Linked DNA regions of Pan troglodytes: region 1 is linked to region 2. A link is a contact called in public Hi-C data. All regions are on one chromosome and are shown on one strand. The core of a region is the stretch at or near the end of the contact, and the rest is flanking DNA. Distances in the headings are between cores, read along the strand shown. Region 1 has its middle 52 kb from the start of SLC30A5. Region 2 holds the start of LOC461830 (general transcription factor IIH subunit 2).

Region 1 (6,716 bases), core at 977-3,476, 520 kb after region 2:
TGGAGGCTACAAGATTCTGATCCTCCCTCAACTGATCCTAAGATCAGTGCTTGAGACATTTTGCAGACCCTGCACTTGATGGATCAGCTGGAACCACTGAGATCGATAAACTGGCTCATCTGATCTTGTGGCCCCCACCCAGGAACTGACTCAGCGCAAGAGGACAGCTTCAGTTCCCTATGATTTCATCTCCTACCTAACCAATCAGCACTCCTGGCTCACTGGCTTCCCCCAACTCACTAAGTTGTCCTTAAACACTCTGATACCTGAATGCTCAGGGCGACTGATTTGAGTAATAATAAAACTCTGGTGTCCTGCACAGCCAGCTCTGTGTGAATTACTCTTTCTCTACTGCAATTCCCCTGTCTTGATAAATTCGCTCTGTCTAGGCAGTGGGAAAGGTGAACCCATTGGGCTGTTCCAGGGTCTCCCAGTACACAGCTTCATCACAACATAAATGAATGCGGCTTGAGTAGGGGCTTGTATGTAGAATTCGAACCCACAAAGTTGAAAATCTTTCCTCTTCAATAGGCTCTGCAATTTGCCTGATAGCAGATTACAAGGACCACTAAGAGCACTACTTCCAACCCAACATTATAAGCTACTTAACAGACTAAATATGTTATGAACATAATAAATTTAAAATAAACATATGAGAATCTGTATGACAAATGCATAACATTCCTTTGAAAGTTTTTTATTTTGTGATTTGGGGTGGGTGGGTGTTCACTTACACCATTGATGTTGGAAATGTGAGAACGTTTTGAAACTATAGAAACGATGTAGTTGGAGGACTAATTAGCCAGGTGTAACTCTTCCTTCTGTGAGACAAACCACTCAGAGAGGTTTCCACAAGTGCTTATTAACTGCTCTAAATACTTCTGTTCTTTCCAGAGAACAACAGAAAGATCAAGTCTAGAAAGTTGGTATAGAACTGATGGAAAATATGAATTCAGATCAGATTAGTACAGAGGACATTTTAGAAAACCAAGCAAAACAACAACAGTCAATCAGATATATAACTGAGCAAGGCTGCTAGGATGTGTACTTACACAAGGTGCAAAGATGAAATTACTATTGAAAATCTGGTCATGGAAAGAATGCTGGTTTTTTGTTGTTGTTGCTGTTGTTTGGGCTTTGTTACTGTTTTGCATTGTGAGTATGGGCCTTTTTCCCCCCAACTCAACTCACTAACATTTCTTGTCAGTTAGACTAGACTCAAGTATTTAAAAAAGGCAGTCTTGGCCGGTGCAATGGCTCACGTCTGTAATCCCAGCACTTTGGGAGGCTGAGGCAGGCATATCACTTGAGGTCAGGAGTTTGAGACCAGCCTGGCCAACATGGTGAAACCCCGTCTTTACTAAAAATACAAAAATTGGCTGTGAGTGGTGGCACGTGCCTGTAATCTCAGCTACTTAGGAGGCTGAGGGAGGAGAATTACTTGAACCTGGAAGGCGGAGGTTGCAGTGAGCTGAGATCGCGCCACTGCACTCCAGCCTGGGTGACAAGAGTGAAACCTCCGTTAAAAACAAACAAACAAAAAAAGCCAGTCTTGCTTTCTGGGTGGACTAATGGCATTTAGCCAAAATGAAAAAAAAATCATTAAGTTGAAAAACCCTGTGGGACAGGTTATGCCAAGAGGGTGAATTGGACAGCTTTACAGATGCCTCATGTTAGGAAATTTTCCTGGATTTGAGTCTTGAATGTAGGAGCAGAGTTACCTGAATATATGGAGTTGATGGAGACATTCCTTGATGAGGAGCAGAAATTCCCCAGGGACCTTGTAAATCTGAAGCAGATAAAGGGAAATGAAGAAACCAAGTTTTACAACTTTGATGAGTGGCAAAATTTGTCAATAAGAGCTAGATATTAAGTAATTAGCTTTTAGGAAGCAAAGTGTATTGGACTTGGTTATGATATGAAGGAATTCATTTAATAATCAAACGAAACGTTTTGATTAAAAATCAAAACGAAAACAAAAACAACAAAAACAAAGAAGCGAAGCATGAATCTCCTAATCAGCAGAAAAGGGAGGACAGCCGGAGACAATCGTATTCCTGATCGATACTGATGTAAACTTGTGCTGGAACAGTAAGTTCTTTGTTTTGTCTTGTTTTTATTTATTATTATTTTTTAAATCAAGGGAGATAACGCTTGTAGAGCCCCACACACTCAGAGCCCTGAGATAAAGGGTACACGCAATGGAGGCAGGGCATCCGGGATGTGAAGGGGGAGTTGTTTCGCGTTTGACTTACTTTGCTGTCCGAGAACGACAAATACATTGAAGTGCCACAACTTGGATAGGAATAAGACGGAAGGACAGAGAAGGATGACAAACTAAATCACACAAAGGCTCATGCGCCACAAGAACTATGAAACCTAGGTGTTCTGAATCTCTGGGTTTAGATTTCCGATTTAAAAAAATCAAACATTCTAGCTGTTACTTGTTATTAGACACTCGGTAGGGCACAGGAGAATCAAGTAAGGGCAGCCATTTGCTGAGTCTCATCTTATACCACAGCGCCACCTATTGGACGCTGATAAAAATACATCCGGAAGTACCTAAAACCTGTTGAAGTCCTGTCTACACAATTTTATAAGTAACTATAAATTCTAGAATCATAGGATTTCAGAGTGATGGGGCTTTAAAAGTCATTGGAGTCAAGTTTGTGTCCAACATTTGAATCACTTTTATAACATATTTGATTAGTGTTTAATTCTGCTCCAACATCTTCAGTGAATGAAAACACACCCTCGCTAAGCAGCTCATTCTATTAATATGAATACTTTCACACACTATTCCTTTTCACTCAGTGCTTCACCACTCCTTTCTGCAGCACCCGGACAGAACCTAGTGCTAGGTCTTTCCAGGGTTCTTGGGAGTGAATTGGTTTCACTTTCATTGGAATTCCTCTTTGCAGACCCATTGACGGTAGGCTCTGCTAAATCAGTTACTATGCACTTTCTGTGTTTCAAATTATTGCTCATATCTCCTGTCTTCTATTTCTCCTCTCTCATTCTTTTTTTTTGAGTTTTACTTTTTGTGAAAAATTAATCTATTATCATTTTGATAGGTTTGGGAGGACAGAAGAAATAAAACAAGAAAGAAATAAACCCCACCATGTTTAATTAGGGGCCTAGTCATGTTTTTCTGATTCTGTTCTTTTTTTTTTTGAGACGGAGTTTCCACTCTTGTTGCCCAGGCTGGAGTGCAATGGTGCAATCTCGGCTCACCACAACCTCCGCCTCCCGGGTTCAAGCGATTCTCCTGCCTCAGCCTCCCGAGTAGCCGGGATTAAAGGCATGCGCCACCATGCCCGGCTAATTTTTTTTTTGTATTTTTAGTAGAGACGGGGTTTCTCCATGTTGGTCAGGCGGTCTTGAACTCCCGTCCTCAGGTGATCCGCCCACCTCGGCCTCTCAAAGTGCTGGGATTACAGGTGTGAGCCACCGCGCCTGGACCTGATTCTGTTCTTATGCACGAAAAAAATGTAAGCGTAGGGCTTTACATTTATTTCAGTTAAAATTTTTATTAAGTTTGGCTTATCGTTAGAGCCTTTGGATCTTCACTCTGCCATATTAAATATATTGGCTACCTTTCCCAGCAGTCAGAGAAGTGCATTAGCAAGCCAACTGTACACTCAGCTATTTACTCAATGAACAGGACAAGACTGCAAACAGAATTCCTTTACACTAGAAACTCTGGGCTGACATTGATTCATAATTAGCACCTATCTTTGTGATCATCTGGCCCACATTCTTCTGTCTTGTTCACAAGGTAAAAGTCTCTATCAAATGCGGAGTTCAAATGGTGAAGCTGCGTATTGACAGCTTCTTCTGATTTGTCACTCTGGCAGAGTTTGGATAAAAACAGAAGTCCTGTTAATTCATTAGTCATGACTTTCCCTATCTGAATCTTATGCACAGTTAAATGCTCCACTTTCTTCTCTCCGTGTTCAAGGTGGTGTTAGACAACCTGCCTGAGAATTGCACTATTGATTCCTGCCCCAGTTTCTAGAATTCTTTTGTGATAACAACAGCAGCTCATTTTGTCACCAATCTCTTCTAGGTGTAGGCTAGGATGTAGTTTGTTGGGGCCAGGAGGTTTGCACCGATGTAGAGAACCCAGATGCTTTCTTATGATGTTTCCACCAGTTTGGATTTTTAGATCTTTCATCTGGATCCTTGTTGTATTGTTTTCTGGCCAGTAATCTTTCTCCTTGGCAGAAATGAAAGATAGAAAATAGGAGATAAAGTGGTATCTGCCTCTATTATCCATCTTTCACTACTCTTGTATAATTCCAGAAAGTGCTCTTTTTAAAAAATTTCTTTTTGAGATGCAGTCTCGCTCTATTGCCCAGGCTGGAGTGCAGTGGCATGATCCTGGCTCACTGCAACCTCCGCCTCTCGAGTTCAAGTGATTCTCCTGCCTCAGCCTCCTAAGTAGCATGAACCGCCATGCTGGGATAGTTTTTGTATTTTTGGTAGAGACGAGGTTTCACCATGTTGGCCAGGCTGATCTCAAACTCCTGACTTCAGGTGATCCATACGCCTCAGCCTTCCAAAGTGCTGGGATTACAGGGGTGAGCCACTGTGCCCAGAAAAGTGCTTTAAGTCACTCTTTACATTTAAAGTTTATCTGCCTTTCTTTTGTGTGGTATAGAATCTGAAGTTATTTGGCAAGGCAAGCTTGCTGGATTTCTTCAATTTGACCTTTTAGATTCATTTTCCACCTTTATCCATAATTTTCTTTTCTGGGAGGCTGTCCTGTGTGGATCACAGCAAAGGCACCTATGCCTTCTGGCTTTCCACAGGAGATGGGAGGGAGAGAGAAAGGAGCATGGGGTCAGGGCATATATTTCCTTGGTTCCTTCCTGCGAGGTTGACACAAGTTGCTGTGTCTCTCAACAGAATGTCACTGCTCTTGTCTAGGTGGCCTGTTCTATGCCATTCTCTTTTTGGGTTCTGGCAAGCTCTCTTTTACCCTATTCCTATACAGTTCCACTGCCACTATCTCTTATGGCTCTGCTATCCCCACTCACCCCTTTGTAATTAGTCCCTCTGTAAATAAAACCTCCTCCAATTTTCCTAATTCGTGTGTGCCATCTGTTTTTGTTCCTTGAGGTGGAGAGAACTGGACTGATACAGGAAGTTTAAAACAAGTGTGAGAGAAAGTTCTTCTATTGTATCAAGTTTTTTTTGGACCACGTGATAAACTATTCTTGGATGGTCCAGTAACTGACCCTTTGTAAAATTTTTGGTGTATCAGAGTCAAAGATAGAAACTATTTTATAAATTTTTTAGATTAGAAAACCAAGTGGTATTTTTTCTGATATTAATGCCTATGTAACTGAATGCTATATTCCAGAAATGATTAGTGATATTTTGGTTTCCAAACTGTTGGACAAAAAACAGGTATATGAAACACAGGAATAATTTCTAGAATATATAAGGAACTCCTACAAATCAATATGGAACAGACAAAAAATAAAGCAGAAAAATGGGCAAAGGGTATAAATAGACAAGTCACAGATGGAAAATGTATATGAAAAGATGCACAACCTCACTAGTAATCTGGAAAATGCAAACTAAAACAAGACAGCACTTCATATGCATTATAAGGGCAAAAGTAAAATAAGTCATAGAATAGTCTTTGGGGAGTGGGTACAAGTGTAAATTAATACATCCACTTTGTTTATTTATATATATTTTATATTTTTATTATTTTTAAAATTGAGGTGGGATCTTGCTATGTATCCCAGGCAAGTCTCAAACTCCTGGCCTCAAGTGATCATCCCACCTTGTCCTCCCAAAGCGCTGGGATTACAGGTGTGAACCACTGTGCCTAGATGGTGCAACCACTTTGGAAAATAATTTGGCAATATTTTGTAAAGTTGAAAGTAAGCATGCCACAAGATCCAACAACTCCAGTTCTAGGTACTCATTCGTCTAGAACTTTTTGCACATATGCACTAGGAGACATGGAAAAGGCTGTACATTATGGCACTGCTTGCAAAATATGAAAATTGGAAATAAGCTAATGCCCATCAAAAGGGGAATGTATAAATAATCAAGGTATGTTTATATGATGAAATGATGCAAAGTAGTTGAAATGAATGAACTCAATCAATATATATTAGGAGGCAATGAGGTTTTTTTTTTTTTTTTAAAAGCAAGTTGCAGAAAGATGTATACTAGATGCTACTATTTTTCCCAAGTTGGGTAGAAATTAACACACAAAGAAAAGTATCTTTTGTTTGCAGATAGGTATATATGCAGCAAAATACAGGCTGAAAGACTAAGCCTAGGCCAGGCGCGGTGGCTCATGACTGTAATCCCAGCACTTTGGGAGGCCAAGGCAGGTGGATCACGAGGTCAGGAGATCGAGACCATCCTGGCTAACACAGTGAAACCCTGTCTCTACTAAAAATGCAAAAAATCAGCCGGGCTTGGTGGCAGGCGCCTGTAGTCCCAGCTACTCTGGAGGCTGAGGCAGGAGAATGATGTGAACCCGGGAGGGGAGGCAGAGCTTGCAGAGAGCCAAGATTGTGCCACTGCACTCCATCCTGGGTGACAGAGTGAAACTCTGTCTCAAAAAAAAAAAAAAAAAAAAAAGACTAAGCCTAATTCATAGTAACAGTTCCTCATAGGGCACGGGTCTCCAGTCCCTGGGCCATGGATTGGTATGGTGGAAATAAGCTAATTTAGTAACCGGC
Region 2 (6,709 bases), core at 777-3,276:
GGGGTTTCGCCATGGTGGCCAGGCTGGTCTCGAACTCCTGACCTCAGGTGACCCACTCACCTCGGCCTCCCAAAGTGCTGAGATTACAGGCGTGAGTCACCGCACCCAGCCTCAACTGAACATTTTGCTCCTCCCTGTTTTCTGTTACGTATTGTGAACTTCAAAAATGAAAAACTCGCATAACGTTCTCAACGTTTTTAAACTCAAATTCTTGGCAGGGCACAGTGGCTCAAACCTGTAATCCCAGCACTTTGGGAGGCCAAGTCAAAAGGATCGCTTGAGTTTAGGCGCTCAGATCAGCCTGGGCAATAACCTTGTCTCTACAAAACATCAAAAAATTAGCTGGGCGAGGTGGCGAGTACTTGAGTCCCAGCTACTTGGGAAGCAAAAGAGGGAGGATGGCTTGAGCCCAGGAGAGTCGAGGCTACAGTGAGTCATGTTCACTACTGCACTCCAGACTGGGTGACAGAGTGAGACCCTATCTCAAAATAAATAAAATAATTATAAATATATAATAAATATTATAAATATAAAAATAAATAGCAACTGAGAGACTTTTGGCTGACCATACCAAAGGAATTCTTTTTTTTCTTTTTTTTTTTTGAGACAAGAGTCTTGCTCTGTCGCCCAGGCTTGGAGTGCAGTGACGCAATCTCAGCTCACTGCAACCTCCGCCTCCAGGGTTCAAGCGATTCTACTGTCTCTTCTGTCTCCCGAATAGCTGAGATTAAGGCACAAGCCACCACAGCTAACTTTTTTATTTTTAGTAGAGACGGGGTTTCACCAGCCTGTTGGCCAGGCCTGGTCTCGAATTCCTGACCACAACTGGTCCGCCCACCTCGGTCCTCCAAAGTGTTGGGATTACAGGCATGAGTCACCACGCCCGGCTAAAAGGACTTCTTAATTAGAGCTGCCTGCAATGGGAAATCCGACTGGACAGGAGGTATTAAGGTCCCTAAAACTGCAGACGTTCAATGGGAAGTCTGATTGTAAACATGCATGCTGTTTAAAGGATTCATGCATCCTGAAGATGGACTTTGTAAAGATCTCCAACGGCCTGTCACTTCCCAACAGTCCATTTTCTTCTTAAAAATATCAGCAAGGCCAGGTGGGTGGCTCACACCTGTAATCCCAGCACTGTGGGAGGCCGAGGCGGGAGGATCACGAGGTCAAGAAATCAAGACCATCCTGGCCAACATGGTGAAACCCCATCTCTACTGAAAATACAAAAATTAGCTGGGCGTGGTGGCGCGCGCCTGTAGTTCCAGCTACTCGGGAGGCTGAGGAAGGAGAATCGCTTGAACCCAGGAGGTGGAGGTTGCAGTGAGCTGAGATTGCGCCGCTGCACTCCAGCCTGGCGACAGGGCGAGACTCCGTCTCGAAGAAAAAAAAAAAATTTAAGTGATCTGTTTCCTGGAATCCAACCCCAAACAATCCACGTTCCTCAGCATAAGCCTACTGGTGTGATTCCCGTTACATGAGCTCGGAATGCTATCTGCCAACAAATGAGAGCACCAAACATCCCAATTTAAGAAGCTTTTCTTCACACCTTACCAAGCTATGTGAAACTGGCAAGGGTGATTACTGTCCTTGTTTTTCAGGTATGGGATTCAGGCTCAGAGGTTGGTCACTTTCTCAAGCGGGTCACAAACTCGAACCCTGAACCATCATTTCTAAAAGTCGCGCTTTTACTTAGGGAGAGACGGCCTGCAGCTTCCCTCCCTACTCTGCGGCTCCCCAGACGAAAGTTACCTTCCTCTGCCTTCACAAGCTCCTTCACATCCTCCTTCCCTATGAGCTCAGGCAGGGCAATTCAACCTCCGTTCCCCGCCACGAAAACGCTCCCAGCCGCCTAGCTAGCCAGACGGCCTGCCCCACCTCTGCGCCTCACAGACTTCCACACGCGGACTCACCGGCCCCGCTAGAAGGACTCTCAGCCGGAAACTCCGCCCGACACTCCTCTCCGCCGCTTTAGGGGCGCCCCGGAAGTCATTCCGCCGCGCCCTGCGGCCACGCCGAAACGTTCCGGATGCTGCAGAGTGCAGCTGCCGGAGCGGGGCGCTCGGGTGCAGGGCATGCGCTCGGGTGCAGGGCATGCCCTCCGCTGAGTTGGGGCGCGGAAAGGGACGGTGTTCCAGCTGGAATTCGCAGAGAACCGGAAAGAGTGATCGCCATTCGCTCTCGGAAGGTCGAAGGCTCTGCAGCCATCGACCTGGGTTCTGAGGAGCTCGATTTTGTTTTTCTACTTCTAAAAGGTTGGGATGAAGGACCCTGGCCACAGAAGTAAAGCCAGAGTTATCCTTGCTTCTTGCTGTGTATTTCAGGACTCCTCCGTTGCTCTTGCTGTTCATTCAGCAAACATTGAGCATCTACTTTGAGCCTGATGCATGTCTAAGCACTGAGGAAATAACAATGAAAAACTGACAAAAATCATTGCTCTCGTGGAGTTTTCCTTCTCCAAGGGGAGTCAGTATGAAGAAAAACATATACTATATGAAATGGTGATAATGCTGTGGAGAAAAACTAAGCATTGAAGAGGAAAAGTTTGCAGTTTAAAATAGGGTGGCCAGGCCGGGTGCGATGGTTCACGCCTGTAATCCCAGGCATGGTGATTTGGGAGGCCGAGCGGGGGTGGATCATCGGAGGGCAGGAGTTCGAGACCAGCCTGGCCAACATAGTGAATTCCGTCTCTACTAAAAATACAAAAACATTAGCCGGGCGTGCTGGCAGGCGCCTGTAATCCCAGCTACTCGGGAGGTTGAGGCAGGAGAATCGCTTGAATCCAGGAGGCACAGGTTGCAGTGAGCCAACCTTGCACTCCAGCCTGGGTGACAGAGACTCCATCTCAAAAAATAAAATAGGGTGGCCAGAGGAGTCCTCACTGGGAAGACAGTTAAGCCATGACCTGAATGAGGAAGGGTGTTAACCCTGCTGATACCTAGGGGAAAAGCTCTTCAGACAAAGAGAGCTGCAAGTGCAAAGGCCCTGAGGTACAAATGCATTGGGGTCTTTGACGACTGCAGGAGTGAGCAGGGGATGAGTGGTGGCAGCTGCAATCAGATGGGTAAGGTGGGGAGGAGAGGCTGTGAGCACTGTTAAGAACTTTGGGGGAATTGTGATGGCTTGGACCAGCAGCTGGTGAGAAGTGACTGAATTCTAAATCTTACCAATACACTGGATGTGTGTTATGAGAAAAGAATCAAGGATACCTCCATAGTCTTTAGCTGAGCAACTGAAAGGTTGGGGTTGCAATTATTGAAATGTTGGCGGGGTGGGTAAGATCAATTCAGTTTTGGACAAGTTGTCTGACTGCCAATTAACACAAGTGGAATTATTGGCATTTCCCATACTTGAGAAATGGAGAGGCAGTGCACCCCCAGATGAGAAAAGGATTAGGAATAACACAAAGGAACTGCAGAAGCTGGGGCCTCTTTCCTTCCCCATCAGCATACTCATCCCCTCCATTGCCTTTATTGTTAAAATTTTTTCCCATCTCTGTTGTCTCCCTCAAAAATATATACAGAAGGTATCTTGCATAGCAGTGTAAAGAACAGCCCTGGATTTAAAATCAGGCTCTGACACACTGGCTGGGTGACCTCAAGCAAGTCACAACCCAAGTCTATGAACTAATGTGTAAAATGGGGTTGTCTCCACCAACCCTGCAGGGCTTAGTGGGAACTCCATAATCAGTCTCATTTCCTCCCAGAAGACAGGATTTTAAAAGGGAGAGGAGGGGAAATTAGTATCGCAGTGCCAGGAAGCTTCCATGCTTGCCTCCCTCCCACCTTTGACCTCATTAGAGGACTCACACACAAATTCCACACTTTTCCTTTTGTGCCCTTCCTTCCTATCCACACTTTTGCTTCCTTCCATCTTAATTGACCATCCTATTTGCAAGATGGGATGCATTCCTCTAGGACAAACAGCCTAGAGGAATCCCAAGCCCCAAGTTTCTTGCATATGTTTGTTATCCATCAGCCTGGGAAGGCTTTAAGGAAAACCAGGAAAAAGATAGAGGACTCCCCAATAAATATAAAGCATATTTGCGAAGAGAGGAGACTGAAACAGTTTTCCCAACTGTAATATTTGCTCTGTATAGATTTTAGACATGGATGTTAAGATTCAACTAGGAATGGTACTACAGCAAAACAAAATATGCATAAATCCATAATCTCTTGGCATGATTATGACTGACATATTCTAATCATTTACAAAGTGGTAGAATAAATTATCTAACCTACTCAGATGTTTTTTCAACTTGTAAAACTAAAAGACAACTATAAAGAATGGATAATCTGTTCTTTGCCCATGAGTGGCCAGACACAATCAACAGGGTTAGGACATTCACAATCAGCTCAGCCAGTGGAATCAGATATAAAAAGCATGCAACTTGAAAGACTGGGAGAAGTGAACCTGTCTATTCCAATAGACAGGCTCCCTTACAGGGAAACTAAATCATTCCAGAAAGCCTCATCTAAAACCTCTGTAATTGACAACAGTATCTAACAATCGTGATCTTGATAAGTAAACTATTTGCTCTAACCTAAAGAAGCATTTGTTTATCATGTACAAATATTTAGAATGCCAATCCTGCATTCTCTGCCTAGAATTCAAAAGAATTTACATTCTAAGGCTGCACCCAGCACAAATCAATCATATGGGATTGGATGACACATGCACTTTTAAAAAACACAATTTGCTTTTAGAAAACTTGTTAAAGTTTCACCTTCTGGCTTTGGAAGATGGGGGTAGCTAGGCATATTTACTTTTAGACAAGGACTGAGTCACACATTAACTACCTTCTTAACTATGAGATTATTACAAATATATTTTACAAATACAAAAAACTGAAGTACAGAGAGGCTAAGTTAATTTCTCCAAGGTCCCACAGCAAGTAACTGCAGAAGGGCAAAGCAAAAATAGGACAACACATGTAGGCAATACCAAGCAGGTCTTGTGGCAGCAACTGGAAACCTTTTGGAGACACCATTCTGCATTTCGTTGTAGTCATACACAAAACCCTAGTTATGTATCCATGCTTCTTTCTCATAATGCCAAAGTGGCACTATTCTAATTTACTAACAAGGTTTTCTAAAAACTACCCAAATTATTGAGGTGTTTTTGCTCACTTCTTCCCATTAGAATAAATGTAGACAATAAGAAACGCATGAGGGATGACATAGTCCTCCATCAAATCTGTCCTTTCACACAAGAGATGGCATGGTGTAGTGTAGCAGAATCATGAGCTGCCAGGAAATTATGAATTCTGATTCCTCCAGCTGAGTCTTTGAAAAAGTCCAGATGAGAAACACTTCCATCCTGATGCTGAAGCAAGGAGAATGTCCTTGTGTGAGGAATTCTCACAACACCAACTGAAGCTAAGGTCCCCGGAGCCACGATAAAAGCACTTTTCTGCCCTGATTCTTCTTTACACACATGTACCCATTCAGGTCTTTACAGATATTTCACAGGAAGCATTTATGTTACAAGTACTTAAAATGCACTCGAAATTAATATAGGATACTTTATTTACATCAGAGTGATCTCACATTATCCAATCCATTAACAAAGTCAACACAGGATGGAAGTATAGAATCTAACAGTTGAAGAGACTAAGATCCTAATCCCTTGTTTTGCCACTTGCTAGTGTGACAACAGCCAGTTAATCTATCATATCATTAGTTCCTTGTCTATAAAAGAAGAATAAGAAATGGTCACATGTCAAAAGATCGTTGTGAGGATTAAATATCATATATGTACTTATGTGTATGTAACTTATTTACTATAAATACTAGTTGACTTCACTTTATTTCAAAAAATATAAAGCACATATGACAAAACATTAACACATGTTATTTCTGGGCGGATGGTACTTATATTTTATACTTTTCTGTATTTAAATTTTTCAAAATAAAATAATGATCCTATATACTTTTAATACAAAATCACATATGTAGGGCATCACTTTATACACAGGGAATCTTTACAAAATGAACTATGTGCTATCACAACAAACTCCTTAGAACAATAGTTTATAACAAAGCAGAATTCCAGACAAGAACTACAGGTCAGAAATGGAAGGGATGTCGGAAATCTAATCTAAACCTCTGACTTTCTAGACTAGGAAACAATGCTTGAGTGGCTTTTCAAATTTACATCCAGCTATTTAATGCCAACGCCAACAGAAACACCCTGATCCTAGTTTCCTAAAACGGTATTTAGTATAAATACACATGAAAATTTTTCTTATTTTTGAAATTTCAAAGTCCAATTTTATAACACAATTTTACAATGCAAATTCTTGCTGTTTCACTTTCTGGATTCAGCTGAATAGTTTTGTGAAAATACTGACAAACTTGCCTTCACGAACTGACTTCCAAGAACAAATTGTTAAAAATTTAACACAGAAAAATCAGTTAAAGGTGCTCATCAAGAGAGTCCTTTTCATTTGGTATAAATCCAAAAGCTATGAAAATACCTTTTGTATTATGTGCATGCAGAAAATTAAGAATTTATTCAATTTGCAGAAATAAATCAGTGATATAATGGAAACATTTAAAATTTTATCTCCGGAAAATAATTCAAAATCATCTATCAAAAATTATAGGCCGGGCGCAGTGGCTCACGCCTCTAATCCCAGCACTTTGGGAGGCCGAGGTGGATGGATCACCTGAGGTCAGGAGTTCGAGACCAGCCTGACCAACATGGA

The links. Hi-C and Micro-C count contacts between places; a contact is called where the count stands out from the background.
Region 1: a Hi-C map of stem cell-derived neural progenitor cells shows a contact between it and region 2, with 2.9 times the contacts expected there. The contact joins the enhancer-like site here to the promoter of LOC461830 in region 2. A contact is called at or near these places in 1 of 7 Hi-C or Micro-C datasets (stem cell-derived neural progenitor cells) and 1 of 1 datasets of contacts at active chromatin or transcription factors (stem cell-derived excitatory neurons).

The regions. Positions count from the first base shown.
Region 1 is chr4:45,609,220-45,615,935 of NHGRI_mPanTro3-v2.0_pri, forward strand. No RefSeq gene overlaps it. Among named protein-coding and RNA genes, the nearest start is that of SLC30A5, 52 kb to the left of the region's middle. Within about 2 kb of position 2,227, at least 12 of the 24 cell types and tissues checked have an H3K27ac peak or open chromatin away from gene starts, as enhancers often do. A contact at or near this core is called in stem cell-derived neural progenitor cells, where this site is marked.
Region 2 is chr4:45,094,122-45,100,830 of NHGRI_mPanTro3-v2.0_pri, forward strand. LOC461830 (general transcription factor IIH subunit 2) reads right to left here and starts at 2,027. Exons shown (of 17, transcript XM_054685063.2): 1 at 1,914-2,027. It overlaps OCLN (occludin), which reads right to left. Exons shown (of 9, transcript XM_001158455.6): 9 at 4,811-6,709.